Regions from separate parts of the Pan troglodytes genome. Here region 1 is linked to region 2. A link is a contact called in public capture Hi-C data. All regions are on one chromosome and are shown on one strand. The core of a region is the stretch at or near the end of the contact, and the rest is flanking DNA. Distances in the headings are between cores, read along the strand shown.

Region 1 (3,083 bases), core at 114-2,613, 220 kb after region 2:
ACCTAGGTGCCATTTATACACTGCTAATTTGGCTGGAACAAAAAAAAAAAAAAATCAGTTCCAAGGCCCTCAAGCACTCAAGATTTCTTTAAAAAATGAAAGCACGAGGGCAACGAAGGGCCGCACAGGAACGGCTGTTCTTTGGATCGAGATGTCCTCCAACAGCAATACATTCATAGTAACCACGGGCAGGACCCCGCGGCTCTCTCCCCTCTTCCCTGAAACGTCGGTTTCTAAAAAATAGCTTGTTTGCTGTACACAGCCGGTAAATGTTACACTGCCTAAACAATACTGGCAATTTTGACACACATGCACACACGCGCACACACGCACAGACACGCACACACACAGACTTGCTGAGAGGGTCAAAGGATGTCTCTTCCGGGGCAGCGGGGAGTGTGCCGGAAGCCACCTTCACTGTTCAGTGCACAGATCTTTTGCAACTTCAGTGCAAAGCATCGGAGCTAATTGAGACCAAAACGTCTTTCTATGTAAACGCCCTGCTGTGATCCGGGGAGTGCACTGCTGAGTGGCGGGGTCAGCAGGAGCCCCCTGAAATGACTGCTTGGAGAATCCCTGTTCACTGGATTCACTGTTTTTCTTCATGATTGGAAACAGCAGCTCAGGACCCAGGATTTGAATAACCCATGTAATAACCCAAAGTATTCTCCACAGAAGCCCCAGCTCTGCAGGAGGCCACGGCGTTTGGCTTCTTCGTGTGGCCACACACCTTTCCGTTGTTGTACAGGTGGGGACTAAGAGCCTCTTCCTCTGCCATCTGTGACTATAAATATATAAAACTCTGCTTGCTGCAAGCAATTGGTTTGTGTAGGTTCCAGTTGCCCTGTTGGTCACAGATGAGCTGTTGATACCCTTCAGACCCCAAATAAATAACTGGAAGTCTGTGAGCAAGTTTCAGTCTGATGAGCCACGCCTCACACTGAGAACTCCGGGCCGCCTTTTCTGGGTCTCGTGGGCAGTCGCCTAAATCGGAAGCCCACAAAGGGATTCATCCAGAGGAGTGAGGGGGGCCCCCCAAAGACGGACTTCATCCCTTCCCATCGCAGCCTCCGCTCCCATGTGGGCTTCTCACTTTTCAATCGCTCGATCTCCTGGAAGCAGAAAGAAAAGCAAGTGGCAGCGGCTCCAGGAAGCTCGGCAGACCCCACCAAGCCTCAGAATCACACCGTGCTCAAGCACAGTGTGGGCTCGATGGAGGGTAGGTGAGTGAACTCTCCTTCCCAGCTCTGCCCCGATCCAGACCCCGTGGCCTCTGTGAGCCCAGCCCGGCTGCAGCCACGTGGCCAGCCCAGACTACCACAATGGCCCTCCCAGCCAGGCACCAACATTTGTCGCTCGTTAGTTACTGTGTACAGACATTTACTGAGCGCCACTCCAGGCCTGCAGAGCCAGGCCCTAAAGGCAGTCAGTTCCCTGAAATTTACTGACTGCACTGGGAGCTGGGAATCTGCCTGGCTCTGCTGACTTGCAAATCAAACTGAGACTAGAAATATGCACTGCCCAGAATGAAAGAAACAGCAAACACAGGGAGCTGGTTGCAGCTCATCAAGACCGTCCCATTACGTTCCCGAGTCAGTCCACAGGCACCTATTGTTGACATTAGGACTTTTCATTTACTCAAGCTTGGACCACATATGAAGTCCACACAGCCGAGAACAAAGCTTACCGTCTCGTCATTGCATATGGAGTGGATTTGGGTGCCAAACATAACTGCAGTGAAAGTGAAAAACAGAAGACCCTCAAGGCACAGGAAGATCAACAGGATTACAGTTATCGGAGGTGAAAAATCACTGCATTCTGCGGACAAGAGGAAGTTGGTTATAACTGGTCCTGAATACCCCGAGTGGCAGAATGTTGGGCTCAGAGAAGAATCCTCTAGGGCCAGCCCCTGGCCAGCTTCCAGGGGGAAGTTGTTCACTTTCTAAATGGGCACATTCATTGTTCTCCAAGGAGCAGAGGAGGGCCACCCTTCCAAGCAAAAATTCATACCATGACTTCCTGGCCAGTGGTTTCAAAAGAGTCTGTATTTTCTGTGGTTTCTATTGACACTGTATTTGTGAATTAAATGGCAAATGAAGCCAGACCAGAAGAGTTGTGTGCACCCATACCAGTGAGCAGTGCTCACAGGAGTCTGTTCACCATGTTCCCCTGGGGTGGGATGAGCCTGTCCAGACCTCACTGCCTATCTAAGGTAGGATAACGAGCACCTATTTTCACTACACTTGCTTAGGGTCGGTCACTCAGGTAAGCAACGCGAAGCCTGCTTTGAACAATGGCGAGCTAGCTGACCAGGAGACATAGACACAAGCTTTTGGGGCAACAATATACTAGTAAAATGGTGGTGTTAAAACTTAACTAAATTCTTTAAAATTCAATTGCTAAAATAATTGCAATGATTTCCTTCAAAATTGGAAACCTGGTTCTTCCTTTAAAGCTTTCCCCTTTCACCCAATAACAGCATGCAAAGCCAGGAATGACACACAGCCAGGGAACTTACCAGTCCACTGCCCTCGGACACAGGAGATGAACTGAAATCCACAAAGGATCAGAGCATGGACTGAAGACAGAGCTATATACATCTAGAATGAGGGGGAGATTGGTTAGTCACTTTTATTTTTTACTTTTTTTAGAAACAGAGTCTCCCTCTGTTGTCCAGGCTGGAATGCAGTGGCGTAGTCTCAGCTCACTGCAACCTCCGCCTGCCAGACTCAAGCGATTCTCCTGCCTCAGCCTCTCAAGTAGCTGAGACTACAAGCACCATGCCCGGCTAACTGTTTTGCATTTTAAGTAGAGATGGGGTTTCACCATGTTGGCCAGGCTGGTCTGTAACTGCTGACCTCTAGTGATCCACCCAGCCAGTTAGTAACTTAAACAAGTCTTTCTAAGAGCAAAGGCTGATGGCACATCATGTGTATACCTCCATCTTGTCAGAGAAAAAAATGAGGGAAGGATTAAATGGCAGCAGTTGACATTTTCCTACCCAAGATCATATTAGACCAAGTAGAATAATTTTATAGAAAAATACAGCTGGGCATGGCGGCTCACGCCTGTAATCCCAGCAC
Region 2 (3,231 bases), core at 151-2,650:
ATGGCAGCTGTTTGTAGAGAGAAGTGATCATTGGCAGAGGGGTGTTGAGGGGAGAAAGCAAGGAGGGGAGGCCTCATGCAGCTAGTAGGGATGGCAGTAACAGGCTGAGGACACAGAAGGCCACCAAGTCCTGTTACCTTAGATGGGGCGGACTTTGTTGAGCAGTTGAAGTGTGAGAGTCTTGTCTTTAAGGAGCCTCCTGTCCAGAGAAGGAGGCACACAGCACTAATATCAGGTAGGTAGTGATGAGGTCAGCTACTGTGGAGACAGTGTGGAGAATCTTGAGTGCCTTCTGTCGGTCTTACTCTGAGATTAGGATTTAGGATCATTATAAGAGACTAATAACAGAATGATATGGTATTTTAGTTTATGAAAGACTTGCCACTAGATAAAATTTTTCTATAGTAACAGAATAATCATTAAGAAAAATCTAGGTTGTTCAGTGTCTCTTCTGTATTTTCCAAGTCTGAAAAGGTTTATTCTGCGTTTAATGACGTCGTACCAGAATGGCCTTTCAAAGACTGTCAAAGGCCTGAAGGAAAGCTGGTGGAGTACATTTCCTAGTACACGTCCCAAGGGCCCGTTTGTTCTGCTGTTGCAGAGGTTGTGCTCGTTCGCTTTTGTAGGTTCCTTGCAGTTATTGAACAAACCACTGGGTGGTGCTAAAAGACTTGATTTTAATACTGTGGAAGAAAAACAGTGAAACTGCTTTTTAACCTGCCTGCGCCTCAAAATAAGCAAACTGGAAGCTGGTATCGATTTAAGGGAATGGCTGATGTAGAAACTAAAGGTTTCTGTCTGACTAGTTCACGCTGTCTCACAAATAAATGCTGAGAAAAAAGTCGGTTTATAGTTGATTTATGTATCCTCTGATTGCATAGAGATTGAATGGTCAAGCCTCCAGGCCATGCAGATTATTCTGGGCCCCTAACTCAGTTAAGAACATGAAAGGAGGCCAGGCACAGTGGCTCACACCTGTAATCCCAGCACTTTGGGAGTCCAAGGCAGGCGGATTGCTTGAGGCCAGGAGTTCGAGACCAGCCTGGCCAATGTGGCAAAACCCTGTCTCTAGACTTTGTCTCAAAAAAAAAAAAAAAGGAGCTGTGTTTTCAGACAGAGCTTAGTGCAGCCAGTTCTTGATGGCTGTGCACTGCTTTCCTTTTAAGAGTGGAGTTAGCCTTGTCATAAAGCATGTTTTTGAGTCTGTTCGAACGGGTCAACAACGAAGGGAAGTTTCAGGCAGATCTTGTATGCCTGGCCCTGGTGGCTGCTTTAATTTCCTTCCAGTATCAGTGCTAAACAGGAATGAACATCTTCAAGCCCTGTCTCACCCACCTCTGGCATCTTCGCCCTAACTCTGCCCTAGAAGACCTTTCCTTCCGTATCGTCAAGAAGACTGAAGTTGCTGTTTGACTCCTTCTCCCACCCAGAAACTTTGCTGCATCTTCCTGGATCCCTGGCTCCTTGCACCCATGATCCTGTCTCCTTCCTCAGCCCGGCTTCTGGCTGAGCAGCCTGCACTTGCTGTCTTCACTCCTACACGCTGCCCCCACTCCTACACGCTGCCCCTGCGTGCTTCTCACTTCTCTACCCTTCCAGCCCTGCACTCTGGGGACCTGTGCATATGTTTGTGTGATTATCAATCTGTTGAACCTGGGAGGTCGAGGCTGCAGTGAGCCATAATCATGCCACTGCACTCCAGCCTGGGTAATAGAGCAAGATCCTGTCTCTAAAATAATAATTATGATTGGGTATGGTGGCACACATCTGTAGTCCCAGCTACTCGGGAGGCTGTGGCACAAGAATTGCTTGAGACCCAGAGGCGGAGGTTGGAGTGAGCTAGGATGATGCCACTGCATTCCAGCCTGGGCGGCAGAGTGAGACTGTCTCAAAAAAAAAAAAAAATCAGTCACTTGCTGGTCTTTTAATATACATATACTATTTACTGGTGTCCTCTGGGTATCTTTTACTAACATCTCTAAAACTGAGCTCATTACCACACTAAACAAAAAATAACCTGCTCATCTGTTGTATTCCTCCTCTAGTTGGATAGCACTGCTGCCCGAGTCAGTGAGAACCTTCTAGTATCTCTGTTCTTCCTCAGCTTCCATTTGGTGGCTTCAACCCCTGACCTTCCCAGAGTTTCTGCAGCCCTTGGATTGGGCTAAGCATCCTTCCCCCACCCCCCACCCCCCATCCCCCAACACCCCTTCAGCTTAGCCTATACAGTGTGTGTTTGGAGCCAGGGACATCACAGTTCATCCCTTCACTGGTCTGCGAGCTTGCCTAGGGCAGGACCACCTCGCATTCATCTCTGTGCCTTCCTTACCCGGTGCCTAGACAGGGCTCAGCAGGGGTTTACCCGCCTTCAGCGAAAGGCAGCGTGTTATTTAACAAAGGTTTCAGCCACACGCCATGGCTCATGCCTGTAATCCAAGCACTTTGGGAGGCCAAGGCAGGTGGATCACTTGAACTCAGGAGTTCAAGACCAGCCTGGCCAACATGGTGAAATCCTGTCTCTCCTAAAAATACAAAAATTAGCCGGGCGTGGTGGTGCACATCTGTAATCCCAGCTACATGGGAGGCTGAGGCAGGAAAATCACTTGAACCCAGGACACAGAGGTTGTAGTGAGCCAAGATCGCACCACTGCACTCCAGCCTGGGTGACAGAGCAAGACTTGTCTCAAAAAAACAAAGGTTTCTATGTTAGAAAGATAGCAGGTTTTGAGTCTTAAGGTTAGGTTTTAAAAAAAAAAGTCATTTGATATAAAAATACTGTGGCAAAGACTTGTTGGAATCATGCTGGAGTTTTTATTTGAGACACTATGCCTTTACGTCATTGATGGTTATTTGAAAATGCACCTTTTTAACACTGCAATGACATTAGTTGCTGTTCTGTGGCACACACTAGAAATGATAGACTGTTGTGATGATATGATTTAAAGACAAATGTAAAAATCCACTGTCAATAGACTTTAAGCCTGTGGGGAAAAGTAAGTATCTGAAACCTTGGAATAAAACGGATTTTTAAGTGAAGCCCCTTATATATTGAGGAAAGGGCTCAACCTCTTGAGTCAGGTAGAGCCAGGTTCACAGGTCATTTCAGCTGTTATGTGACCTCAGTTTTCTCATCTGTAAAATGGGGTTGGTAACTATCTCTGACAGTAGGGTTATGATAATTATGAATAATATACACAAAGCTTCTAGCACAGTGTCCCTCACATGACAGGT

The links. Capture Hi-C pulls out chosen DNA fragments and counts their contacts.
Region 1: a capture Hi-C map of stem cell-derived neural stem cells shows a contact between it and region 2, with 4 times the contacts expected there. The contact joins two enhancer-like sites. A contact is called at or near these places in 3 of 7 Hi-C or Micro-C datasets (induced pluripotent stem cells and stem cell-derived neural progenitor cells) and 1 of 1 other capture datasets (stem cell-derived neural stem cells).

What each region holds. Positions count from the first base shown.
Region 1 is chr18:83,145,573-83,148,655 of NHGRI_mPanTro3-v2.0_pri, forward strand. ZDHHC7 (zinc finger DHHC-type palmitoyltransferase 7) reads right to left here. Exons shown (of 9, transcript XM_016930300.4): 7 at 2,519-2,600; 8 at 1,688-1,818; 9 at 1-1,112. The coding sequence ends at 936. Among named protein-coding and RNA genes, the nearest start is that of ZDHHC7, 35 kb to the right of the region's middle. Within about 2 kb of position 1,364, at least 4 of the 24 cell types and tissues checked have an H3K27ac peak or open chromatin away from gene starts, as enhancers often do. A contact at or near this core is called in stem cell-derived neural stem cells, where this site is marked.
Region 2 is chr18:82,921,976-82,925,206 of NHGRI_mPanTro3-v2.0_pri, forward strand. All of the region lies in intron 4 of USP10 (ubiquitin specific peptidase 10), which reads left to right. Among named protein-coding and RNA genes, the nearest start is that of USP10, 59 kb to the left of the region's middle. Within about 2 kb of position 1,401, at least 9 of the 24 cell types and tissues checked have an H3K27ac peak or open chromatin away from gene starts, as enhancers often do. A contact at or near this core is called in stem cell-derived neural stem cells, where this site is marked.